2 separate regions of the Mus musculus genome follow, and region 1 is linked to region 2. Evidence: chromatin contacts called from public Hi-C data. All regions are on one chromosome and are shown on one strand. Each heading gives the region's core, a stretch centred on a gene start, on an enhancer-like site or on the middle of the called end of the contact. The rest is flanking DNA. Distances are from core to core; before and after follow the strand shown.

What was found. Hi-C and Micro-C count contacts between places; a contact is called where the count stands out from the background.
Region 1: a contact with region 2 is called in a Hi-C map of cerebellar granule neurons, with 2.9 times the contacts expected there. The contact joins the enhancer-like site here to the promoter of Stxbp5l in region 2. A contact is called at or near these places in 6 of 39 promoter capture datasets (3T3-L1-derived adipocytes, embryonic stem cells, frontonasal cranial neural crest and 3 more), 5 of 484 Hi-C or Micro-C datasets (brain, cerebellar granule neurons, cerebellum and 1 more) and 1 of 9 other capture datasets (liver).

What each region holds. Positions count from the first base shown.
Region 1 is chr16:37,303,327-37,309,554 of GRCm38.p6, reverse strand. The region is part of intron 5 of Stxbp5l (syntaxin binding protein 5-like); the gene reads left to right. Among named protein-coding and RNA genes, the nearest start is that of Stxbp5l, 79 kb to the left of the region's middle. Within about 2 kb of position 4,889, at least 1 of the 459 cell types and tissues checked has an H3K27ac peak or open chromatin away from gene starts, as enhancers often do. A contact at or near this core is called in cerebellar granule neurons, where this site is marked.
Region 2 is chr16:37,380,078-37,386,692 of GRCm38.p6, reverse strand. It overlaps Stxbp5l (syntaxin binding protein 5-like), which reads left to right and starts at 1,735. Exons shown (of 28, transcript NM_172440.3): 1 at 1,735-1,883; 2 at 2,988-3,181. The coding sequence starts at 2,996.

The DNA of each region.
Region 1 (6,228 bases), core at 3,640-6,139, 80 kb after region 2:
TGTAGATGTACCACATTTTCTGTATCCATTCCTCTGTTGAGGGGCATCTGGGTTCTTTCCAGCTTCTGGCTATTATAAATAAGGCTGCTATGAACATAGTGGAGCATGTGTCCTTCTTACCAGTTGGGGCATCTTCTGGATATATGCCCAGGAGAGGTATTGCTGGATCCTCCGGTAGTACTATGTCCAATTTTCTGAGGAACCGCCAGACTGATTTCCAGAGTGGTTGTACAAGCCTGCAATCCCACCAACAATGGAGGAGTGGTCCTCTTTCTCCACATCCACGCCAGCATCTGCTGTCACCTGAATTTTTGAACTTAGCCATTCTGACTGGTGTGAGGTGGAATCTCAGGGTTGTTTTGATTTGCATTTCCCTGATGATTAAGGATGTTGAACATTTTTTCAGGTGCTTCTCAGCCATTCGGTATTCCTCAGGTGAGAATTCTTTGTTCAGTTCTGAGCCCCATTTTTTAATGGGGTTATTCGATTTTCTGGAGTCCACCTTCTTGAGTTCTTTATATATGTTGGATATTAGTCCCCTATCTGATTTAGGATAGGTAAAGATCCTTTCCCAATCTGTTGGTGGTCTTTTTGTCTTGTTGACGATGTCTTTTGCCTTGCAGAAACTTTGGAGTTTCATTAGGTCCCATTTGTCAATTCTATAAGTTTCAGTGTCTCTGGTTTTATGTGAAGTTCCTTGATCCACTTAGATTTGACCTTAGTACAAGGAGATAAGTATGGATCGATTCTCTATCTTTGTTGGGTCTTTCTGTGGTTTAGGTATCAGAGTAATAGTAGCTTTATAAAATGAGTTGGGTAGAGTACCTTCTACTTCTCTTGTGTGAAATAGTTTGTGCAGAACTGGAATTAGATCTTCTTTGAAGGTCTGATAGAACTCTGTACTAAACCCATCTGGTCCTGGGCTTTTTTTGGCTGGGAGACTACTAATAACTGCTTCTATTTCTTTAGGTGATATGGGACTGTTTAGATGGTCAACTTGATCCTGATTCAACTTTGGTACCTGGTATCTGTCCAGAAATTTGTCCATTTCGTCCAGGTTTTCCAGTTTTGTTGAGTATAGCCTTTTGTAGAAGGATCTGATGGTGTTTTGGATTTCTTCAGGATCTGTTGTTATGTCTCCCTTTTCATTTCTGATTTTGTTAATTAGGATTTTGTCCCTGTGACCTTTAGTGAGTCTAGCTAAGGGTTTATCTACCTTGTTGATTTTCTCAAAAAACCAACTCCTCGTTTGGTTAATTCTTTGGATAGTTCTTCTTGTTTCCATTTGGTTGATTTCACCCCTGAGTTTGATTACTTCCTGCCGTCTACTCCTCTTGGGTGAATTTGCTTCCTTTTTTTCTAGAGCTTTTAGATGTGTTGTCAAGCTGCTAGTATGTGCTCTCTCCCGTTTCTTCTTGGAGGCACTCAGAGCTATGAGTTTCCCTCTTAGAAATGCTTTCATTGTGTCCCATAGGTTTGGGTATGTTGTGGCTTCATTTTCATTAAACTCTAAAAAAGTCTTTAATTTCTTTCTTTATTCCTTCCTTGACCAAGGTATCATTGAGAAGAGTGTTGTTCAGTTTCCAGTTGAATGTTGGCTTTCCATTATTTATGTTGATATTGAAGATCAGTCTTAGGCCATGGTGGTCTGATAGGATACATGGGACAATTTCAATATTTTTGTATCTGTTGAGGCCTGTTTTGTGACCAATTATATGGTCAATTTTGGAGAAGGTCCCATGAGGTGCTGAGAAGAAGGTATATCCTTTTGTTTTAGGATAAAATGTTCTGTAGATATCTGTCAGGTCCATTTGTTTCATAACTTCTGTTAGTTTCACTGTGTCCCTGTTTAGTTTCTGTTTCCATGATCTGTCCATTGATGAAAGTGGTGTGTTGAAGTCTCCCACTATTATTGTGTGAGGCGCAATGTGTGCTTTGAGCTTTACTAAAGTGTCTTTAATGAATGTGGCTGCCCTTGCATTTGGAATGTAGGTATTCAGAATTGAGAGTTCCTCTTGGAGGATTTTACCTTTGATGAGTATGAAGTGTCCTTCCTTGTCTTTTTTGATAACTTTGGGTTGGAAGTCGATTTTATCTGATGTTAGAATGGCTACTCCAGCCTGTTTCTTCAGACCATTTGCTTGGAAAGTTGTTTTCCAGCCTTTCACTCTGAGGTAGTGTCTGTCTTTTTCCCTGAGATGGGTTTCCTGTAAGCAGCAGAATGTTGGGTCCTGTTTGTGTAGCCAGTCTGTTAGTCTATGTCTTTTTATTGGGGAGTTGAGACCATTGATATTAAGAGATATTAAGGAAAAGTAATTGTTGCTTCCTGTTATTTTTGTTGTTAAAGTTGGCATTCTGTTCTTGTGGCTGTCTTCTTTTAGTTTTGTTGAGGGATTATCTTCTTGTTATTTCTAGGGCGTGGTTCCCGTCCTTGTATTGGTTTTTATCTGTTATTATCCTTTGAAGGGCTGGATTCGTGGAGAGATAATGGGTGAATTTATTTTTGTCGTGGAATACTTTGGTTTCTCCATCTATGATAATTGAGAGTTTGGCTGGGTATAGTAGCCTGGGCTGGAATTTATGATCTCTTAGTGTCTGTATAACATCTGTCCAGGCTCTTCTGGCTTTCATAGTCTCTGGTGAAAAATCTGGTGTAATTCTGATAGGTTTGCCTTTATATGTTACTTGACCTTTTTCCCTTACTGCTTTTAGTATTCTATCTTTATTTAGTGCATTTGATGTTCTGATTATTATGTGTCGGGAGGAATTTCTTTTCTGGTCCAGTCTATTTGGAGTTCTGTAGGCTTCTTGTATGTTCATGGGCATCTCTTTCTTTATATTTGGGAAGTTTTCTTCAATAATTTTGTTGAAGATGTTTGCTGGTCCTTTGAGGTGAAAATCTTCATTTTCATCCACTCCTATTATCCGTAGGTTTGGTCTTCTCATTGTGTCCTGGATTTCCTGGATGTTCTGAGTTAGGATCTTTTTGCATTTTCCATTTTCTTTGATTGTTGTGCTGATGTTCTCTATGGAATCTTCTGCACCCGAGATTCTCTCTTCCATCTCTTTTATTCTGTTGCTGATGCTGGCATCTATGGTTCCAGATTTCTTTCCTAGGGTTTCTATCTCCAGCGTTGCCTCACTTTGGGTTTTCTTTATTGTGTCTACTACCTTTTTTAGGTCTCTTATGGTTTTGTTCATTTCTATCACCTCTTTGGATGTGTTTTTCTGTTTTTCTATAAGGACTTCTACCTGTTTGGTTGTGTTTTCCTGTTTTTCTTTAAGGACTTGTAACTCTTTAGCAGTGTTCTCCTGTATTTCTTTAAGTGAGTTATTAAATTCCTTCTTTATGTCCTCTACCATCATCATGAGATATGCTTTTAAATCCAGGTCTACCTTTTCAGGTGTGTTAGGATGCCCTGGACTGGGCGAAGTGGGCGTTCTGGGTTCTGATGATGGTGAGTGGTCCTGGTTTCTGTTAGTAGGATTCTTATGTTTACCTTTCGCCATCTGGCAATCTCTGGAGTTAGTTGTTATAGTTGTCTTTGTTTAGAGATTGTTCCTCTGTTGATTTTGTTACCCTCTATCAGCAGACTTGGGAGACTAGCTTTCTCCTCTGAGTTTCAGTGGTCAGAGCAGTCTCTGCAGGCAAGCTCTCCTCTTTCAGGGAAGGTGCACAGTTATCTGGTGTTTGGACCTCCTCCTGGCTGAAGATGAAGGCCCAAAAGAGGATCTTTCCCAGAAGCTGTGTTGCTTTGGCCAGGAAGGTGGCCGGTTGTCTGGAGCCAAAGATGGCGCCGCCTCAGAAGCTCTGTGGCTCTCGCCTGTCTCAGAAATGGCTGGCCTCTGTATTCCACACCGTCACCCGTGCAGCCTGCCCTCTGCGGAGTCCTGGAGCCAAGGAGGCTCCCGCCGGAAGAAACCTCTCGGGCTGGTGGACCCCTGTGCACTCCTTTGAAGTTCTTTTAAAAAGTTTATTCACTTTACATCTCACTCACTGCCCCTCCTTTTTGTGGTGTACCCTCCCACAATCTTTCCCCCTTCCCCTTCTCCTCTGAGTAAGCAGAGGCCCACTCTGGGTATCCTCTCACCCTGGCATATTAAGTCTCTGTGGGGCTAGGTGCATACTCTCACACTGAGGTCAGACAAGGCAGACTAGCTATAAGAACATATCCCACATACAGGCAACTTCTTTTGGTATAGCCCCTGCTCCAGTTCTTTAGAACCCACATGAAGACCAAAATGTACTTCTGCTACATATATGGGGGGAGGTCTAGGTCCAGCCCATGTATGCTTTTTTGTTGGTGGTTCAGTCTCTGAGAGCCTCAAGGGTCTAGGTTAGTTGACTCTGTTGGTCTTCCTATGTAATTCCTATCTCCTTTGGGGCTGCAATCCTTCCCCCTATTCTTCCATAAGAGTCCCCAAACTCTATCCACTTTTTGGCTGTGGGTCTCTGCATCCTTCTGAGTCAGCTGCTGGGTGGAGCCTATCAGAGGACAGCCATGTTGCGCTTTTGTCTGCAAACTTAACACAATATTGTTGTGTCAGGGATTGATATTTGCCCATGGGATGGGTCTCATGTTGGACCAGTTATTGTTTGGCCATTCCCTTGTCTCTGCTCCATCCTCCATATCTGCATTTCTTGTAGACAGCATAAATTTGGGGTTGAAAGTTTTGTGGGTGGGTTGGTGTCCCTATTGCTCCACAGGGATTCCTACCTGGCTAAAGGAGGTGGCCTCCTCACTGTTGCGAGTTACCCCTATTGATTCACAGAAGCCTCCCTTATCATAGGTCTCTTTCAAGTCCTTGAGATGCACCCCACCTCCCTACCCCAGTCAATTACAGAGTTCCATTCATTTTCATGGCCATCTGGCCATCTCAACTGTCTCTCCCCATACCTGATCTTGAGCCCTCCCCATTCCCTTCCCATCTGTTTCCCACACATTTCCCTCCCTCTGTCTGCCTCCTGTGACTATTTTATTCCTGTTTATTTTTCAATAAGCACAAGGCAATGTATCAGATCTGCAATAGAGGAAGCAAGCAGCCCTGAAGGGCCTGTGTTGCCAAGCTTTATGTCAGTTTGACCCAAGCTAGAATCATTTGGAAAGGACTCTCAGTAGAGAAAATGCCTCCTTAAGATCAGGCTGAAGGCAGGCACACAGTGCATTTTCTTAATTAATGATTGATGTGGGAGGGAACAGACCATTGTGGGTAGGGGCACCCATTGGCTTCTGGTCCTGGATTCTATAAGAAAGCAGGCTGAACAAGCAATGAAGTACAAGCCAGTGAACAGTGCACATTCATGACCTCTGCATAAGTTCCTGCCTCCAAGTTCCTCTTGATTTCTTGTTCTGACTACCTGGATGATGAACTTATGATAAGTTATGCATATAATTTTTTAAAAATCTGAACCTGCTGGTATACAAAGTGCAAATGATTATTAATTTATTTTGAAACATAAACATTCTCCCCCCACCACCTTTTTCTCCCCTTCTCTTTTTCTCTCTTTCTCTTTTCCTGAAGACCATAGAATCTCTGTATCACCTCCTTTTAAATACAATATCATGTCTAAATATATATTTTTTAAAAATTTATTTATTTATTATATGTAAGTGCTTTGTAGCTGTCTTCAGACACCCCAGAAGAGGGCATCAGATCTCATTACGGATGGTTGTGAGCCACCATGTGGTTGCTGGGATTTGAACTCAGGACCTGCTGAAGAGCAGTCAGTGCTCTTTACTGCTAAGCCATCTCTCCAGCCCCCAGTCTAAAAATAATTTTATCAGTTATTTTTCTCATGCCCAAGACAAAACATCTGGCGCAAAGCAACTTATGGAACGAAGGGTTTATTTTGACTTTGGATTTGAAGGTTCAGTCCATCGTAACGGGGAAAGCATGGCAGCAGGAGCATGAGAGAGCTGGTCTTTTGTTTCCACAGTCAAGAAACAGATAAATGCTGGTGCTTAGCTTGCTTTCTTTCTCTCTTTCTCTCTCTCTTTCTTTCTTTCTTTCTTTCTTTCTTTTCTTTTCTTTTTTTTTCTTTCTTCCTTTTGATTCAGTCTGGGACCCAGGCCCATGGAATGATGCCACCCACATTCAGGGTAGGTCTTCCCTCCTTAGTTAAACCTCTCTGGAAATGCCATCATCGACACTTCCAGAGGCATATTGTCTAGATGAGTTAAATCCAGTTAGGCTAACTGTGAAGATGACGGGTTAGCTCATAAATTT
Region 2 (6,615 bases), core at 486-2,985:
AGTAGGTAGGTCAAATTTTGCTGAAGCAAAGAAAGCATTCTAAATCCATCACTCTATTTAATAATGGTTAACTCACCAAATCGCCTCCTTTCAAAGAAAAGCTAGACGTAAAAAGAGGAAGAAAATCTTTTAGCTCTCATTAACTCCGATGTTTGGAAATGAACAATGGGCCAGAAAGGAAAAAAAAAAAAAAAAAAAAGGCAACAGGAGACAGCAAAAGACAGGTATTGTTAGGTATCTGATATAGGATTTAGAAGCACTTCAAGATCCAGTTTATAACACATATGAAATTTGTTTCCATACTTATTTTTCACTCCTCCCAAGCATGATAAGTTAGATATCATCTCATAAATCTTTATCTTATAGCCAGTAACTAATCCATTGTCTAAAGCCCTTTGAATGCTCTTTCTAAGAGAAATACTGTGCCAGGTACTAAATTAACTAGAAGCACAAAGTTCTACTCCTTAATGGTTATTAAGAAAATCACTATCTGGGTTTGACCGTGAAAGTGTGAGAGGGTTACAAAAAGAAGTGCTGCAAGTGTTAAGGAGTAGAACATTCAAAATGAGAATGTGAATACCGAGCTGAGTTTCCGAAAATCTGAGCGCGATTTGATCGCCATGGTTTCTTTGCTATTTGCCTGAGTAATTCATAAGGCATTCAAGTCTTCCCTTTCTCCCCTCTCATCTCTGACAGAGAAAGGGATGGGTCTGGAAGTGGTGTTTCATACCTAAGATGTAGGACAGTAAATATTTGGGACGATTTCTAATGATCCCTGTTGCTTAGATTAAAGTGTACAGTTAGTTATGGACCTTGAGCCTTTTACCAAAAGCCAGTCAGGGCTCAGAACTACATCACCTTCTTCACAATGGTGCGATGTTTCTTTTTCCTGTATGGAATAGAGTATTTTCCAAAATGATTCAAATGAGAAAAAAGCTTAAGATGCATCTTGTCATGATTTGAGAGAAATGTTTCCTCAAAAATTTAATTTGTCTATGTGGAGAAGGGGAACGCTGGTCTATTTCCATAGGCTGTATAAAGTAGGCAAATCATTTCCTTAAGATTTGGAAGCCAACATTTCCACCGAAAACCAATTCATTTTGGTACAGATGACTTAATGGAGAGAACTAACAGTTTGTAGGGATTATTTACAAATCTACGTTCAACGCATATAGCAGGGCAGCGAGATCGTCTATTAGATGCACCTGGCCCTGGTGAGCAGAAATAGATTCAAGGGGTGCTGGGGGGTGGGGGAAGGCTGCAAAATAAGCCCGGTCCAAAAGCCGGGTCCACAATACAGTCCAGAGCACGACCTAAGGTAACCCTTTCTGCAGCCTGGGACTCCCGGAGCGCAAGTTCTCAAGCTTGCAAGCATTCTATTGATTCACACTTGCGTCCTTCAACAGGTAGCACCAATTACAGCCCCCAAAGCACGGCGCCAAGGCATACTGGCTAGTATGGCTGTCAATCAAATACATCACCTACTTTCCTAAATGATCCCCTCCTCCTGTCACTGGCTTTTTCTCTGACCTATCCCCAAACTTCTTTCCTGCCTGGAATCCCTAAGACTTAGGTCAGTGGAGCTTGTGATTGGCGAGAGGATGTCCCGCCCCCCTGGTGCCCAGAGTGCCCCGCCCCCGGCGCGAGAGTCTGGGAGGGAGGAGGGTGCGGGCCGACTGGGGCGGGGCCTACCTCCCACGGCGGGGGCGGAGCCTGAGACAGACCCGCCCGCTCGGTTAGGACCTCGGAGAGCGCCAGGCACCAGGACCAGAGGGACCCGAGAAGCGGCCGGATCCGGGCTGGACCTTCGCCCGCCTGTGAGCCTGCAGCCTCCGCGCCCTCCGCCTCACGGGCTGGCCGGCGGCTAGTGGCGTCTGAGGAAGGTGCTAAGTCTGGGGTCCCCAGGGACACCCGTGCTGTCCCATCGCGGCTTGCCCTCACACCTGTGCGCACGCCTGTGTGTGTGTGTGTGTGTGTGTGTGTGTGTGTGTGTGTGTGTGTGTGTGTGTGCCTGTGCAAGAGGGAGAGCGCGCCCGCGCAGCTGTCTGAGGTGCGTGTGGCTTCCCGGCTGTCTGTGAGGGCTCCAGGGCTCGTAGCCCGCGGTGGTAGCCTCAGCGCCCTGCTTGGCTGGGAGGGAGCGAGAGAGCCAGCTCTGCGCGCCCCGCAGGCTGAGGCGGGACTCGGGCCGCAGGCGTCACCGCCTCACATCCCCCGGAGAGCCGCTGCTGTGCAGAGGGGGAGCCGGGCGGGGAGGGGACACGGGAGACCAGAGGCGGGAGAGGGGCAGAAGAGAGGAGCTGGGGACAGGTGGAGGCAGGCGGTCCCCGCTCGCCCCTCCCGTCGGCTGTGGCCGTGAGTCACCGCAGATGTTTTGGGGTCTAGGTTTTTGGGTATATGGGATGGAAAAAAGCCATTTTTTTTCCTGTCCCCTAGTTTCTATTGAGAAAAAGGAAGCTTTGAAGATGATGGGATTGTGTGGGGGGGAGCCCCAAACATGGTGGAAGAGTAAATACTGGTTCCCCTACAACATCGTTTTTTCCGATAATAAAAATTTATGAGTTGACCCTGAAGAAGGAAAGCCCCCCTTTCAGAACAGTCCATAGGGTCTTGGTCTGTTGGGCTCTGGTTTGATTGTATAATAATGATGATATAATGCTAATGACGATGATGACACGGCCTTTTATTTTTACCCCAGTGCTGATAAAGCATAGCTACAGCTGGGGATAAAGCCCTTGAAAATCTGAATGTGCGAAGGAAGGAATACTGTTGCTCTTGGAGTTGTGTTCTCTTTATCTTATAAAGATATCCCTTTTAAAGTTAAAATTTGAGGACATGAAGCCCGAACCCCTCTTCCCCGTCGATTACATCCAATGCTCATAAAATGGGGACTAGCTACTCCTGCCTTGACTAATGAAAAGATAGAGGCTTTTGCCCCGTAAAATTCCATGTTTGTGACCACTTCTCTTTTCCTTTTAATTTTTCGACAGTGTTTAAAATGAAGAAGTTTAATTTCCGAAAAGTTTTGGATGGCTTAACTGCCTCTTCCCCTGGCAGTGGTAGCAGCAGTGGCAGTAACAGTGGTGGGGCTGGAAGTGGCTCTGTCCATCCAGGAGGGACTGCAGGGCTTCCGAGAGAGGAAATTCAGGAAAGCCTGACTTCAGACTATTTCCAGATTTGCAAGGTAAGTTTTGAATTGGCTTTAGGGCCTGTTATATTTCTACTTTACTGTTGTGAAGAAACAAGGAGACACACACACACACACACATACATTTGCAGGGCTGGAAATTGTTGAGACGTCAGTATCAAAGAGCCTAGTACTAAGTTGATTTGAATGAATAAAAACACTTTAGATATTAACTTTGGCATCGGTTTATAAGCAACAATGGTATTTTAAAGAGAAGGAAAAGACACACAAAAAGTAGTATTTCCAAGGTGTTAAAGCCAAATAAGTGGACAAAATACGTTTGTGTATACGTACTAAACTGAAGGAGAAATGACAGCCATTTGGCTTCCTGGGTTTTCATTCTGAGAAACTGTTATTCCTTTTCTCTGTCTAGTTGTAAAATGAATAAGGCTCTCAACATGTTGCTAGAATTAAGTAGATAATAGATTAATGTGCCCAGTGACAGTGTTCTAAAATTCTAGATATTAGAAAAAAAGGGATCTTAGACCCTTGATAAGCATACAAATCCTATGGGCTCAATTCTTGTGAGAACTCAGAATTCCCAGAAAAGCAAAGCAACGTGTTCTGATTCAGAGGAAAACATTTAGGCCATTATACTTTGATTTTGAGCTTCCAATGAACAAGCAGAATTTTGGACAGGGAAAGAAGATGAGAAATAGTAAAAAAAAAAAAATGTAACATTGCTATATAAAGATATTATAGTATTACTTTATGAGATGGTATATTTTCTTCATTGCTCTTTTTGGGTGTTACCTTTCAGTGTAATTTTGATATGACTTATATGAGAAAAAAAACCACCTTTAAGTCATTTGTATGATATAAATGAATATAGTTTTATAAATGTGATTGAATACATAATATAAATACATAATAAGAAAAATCAGGTTAAGTTTCAGTCATTGTCTCAGCTCTTCCTAGAAAGTTTATTATAAAAACATCAAATCTATAGTTATTAGTTTACTTAAGGCCCAAGTTTATTTAGAATTAAATAGATTTAATCAATTGTGTGAAATTTGAATACAATATGAAGTAATAGATATTATATCAGTTAAGGAAGAACTTAATAGCGGTTCTGAAACAAATATGTGAAAGAGCCCTGGAAGCCAAATTTGAATTGCTACACAGGAGAATCATGTCTTGATTATTTATTTCTATTTCCTTTCCCATATTCTGAAAAAAAATCCTAATACCCTCAAGTAATGAACGTGATAGTGATGCAGGAGAATTTTATTTCAGATAAAATTAGTATAGAGCAGGTAGACTCAAACCAGATGGATGATGAACAGTAGAGGCTGTAAAGCAAGTAGAGAAATTTTTAAATGAAATAAATTCAGAGGTATGTATGTGTAAATGCTGGAAATAAAGTGCAGCACACGGTTACCTCCAAGTTTCTTAAGAAAAGAGTGGTCATGACAAGTGGCAGAAGTTAAGTATGGTCTATGTCTGATACATATGGCATGGTAGGAAGGACAATGGCCTATGAATAAGTTTTTTTTTTTAAACATTTTAAGCCCTGCCATTTGCCAGCCATATTATCACGGGCAAGATATGTTTTTCTTCTTGGAACCTTGTTTCCTGCATTTGCAGTATGAGAATAAATATTTCTATTTTCCTTATATGAAAGAAAGCTTATTAGAATTTGAGAAGACAAGACGGTGAAGAGAATACACAGGGTGAGAGGGGTGATAAAATATTTATATTTTTGAAGTTGAAAAGATACCTTGTTTGTTGTAGAACAAATATAGCCATTATAATATACTTTATATTTAGGGTAATAAGTTTCAAATAAACTATGAGGTTAGACAGTTGTATTAGCTATGCAGTAATTGTACTGCAGTCACACCAAGTATGGAAAACACAATAGTATATTTGACTAGGACTACAGTTAATTTAAAAAGTGATTATGTAACTATATTATAGGTAGCATAGTCTATAATGGATATATAAAGTAGATTAAGGAAAAAGCAAAATTAGAGCTGTCATTGGGATGAGGACTTCTTTTAGGCTTACTGATCAAGTGTGCAGAGAAGATTCTTTTGTGAATGATAAGACATCAGCACCTTCTGGACACTTTTATCTTTTTATTGTGGCTAAAACTGAAGTGTAAATCCAGATTCTGTTCCCCACCAAGCCTCCCTCGACCATCTGAATCCTCAGATCCTATTTGCTCTGTGTTTCTGAATTTTGTGCCATTTCCCATCCCCGGTACTCATTCCTTGCATCTTACTTTCTTGATTTGTGTCTTGAAAATACATTCTGATCTATCCTCACTTCATATTTTACCTTATTATACTTCATTTTGTTGTAATAATGTGATTACCCGAATGCAATGTGATTTGTTTGGCAGGAATTCTATGTTAGTTTCCAGAGAGCAGTAGTTCTCTAGAAACAAAAGTCTTTTGTTATACTCCAGTAAAATCAATTAAGACAAATAAATGTGATGTTTTATTAACTTAAGTTTATTTGATGAATTATAACAAGCTGTACTGCCAATCAATACTTTTTTTTTAAATTTTGTGTTTTGTGTAATACTCTTAGGCAGGTATAGGGTATTTGTTGATCTTAAGGAATGTAAAGCTAAGTTCCTCATAATACATGGAAAATGCTCAGGAGTAGAGAGACAGGCTAACATACCAGTTTATTGTAATCTTTTAGGTTCAGTATGTGCCCTTGAGTGCCCACTGCCTCAGCTATTCGCAACATACACCAACTACTCCTCTTGAATTTGAATTTTGTGAAAATTACTCATCTTGAAAACACTGCTTTATACATTAAAACTTAATCTTTTTAATCTTGATTTTTCATATGGTTCTCTTCAGAAAGGTGCCCTGTTTACCTTCCTAACTCTATCTATTTCCTTGGTTCCCTTGGCATATTACACTGCTCCAAAGCATCACATTGTCATGTGCAGTGCTTGTCCATGACTTCCTTTAGAATAATTATCCCAGATGTACAGTTGGAGAACTCTCAGTTAGCCTTTACCATATAATTTAATGACAACCTCTGTGAGACCAGTCCTGACCACTGCCTCTGTTCACTTTATCTTTTAAAATGTTTCTGCCTTTCCAGTGTAAAATCTCTGAAAAGCAAATGCAGTGTTTTGCTTTTATATCTCAGTTAGTTGCTTTGAATGTCCACTGTTGACAGACTAGTGGCACTCAATGAGTTCTTGCCTCTTTCCGGTGTTAAAGAACCAAAATATCCAAAGAGAAGGCCCAGGGATTGGCACTAAATAAAAGGCCCACAGGAGATTCTTAGGTACAGTTAATATTGCGGACTAGCGACTAGTATGTTTTATTACAGAAGAAGGAATAATATACATCACTGGTTGCTTAACTAAAAATAGGATAAGGTAAAAATACTGTTAATAATCATGTATTAAACAGTTTTCATTTTTATTTTGTTTGGGTGTTTTCCTGTGTGTGTGTGTG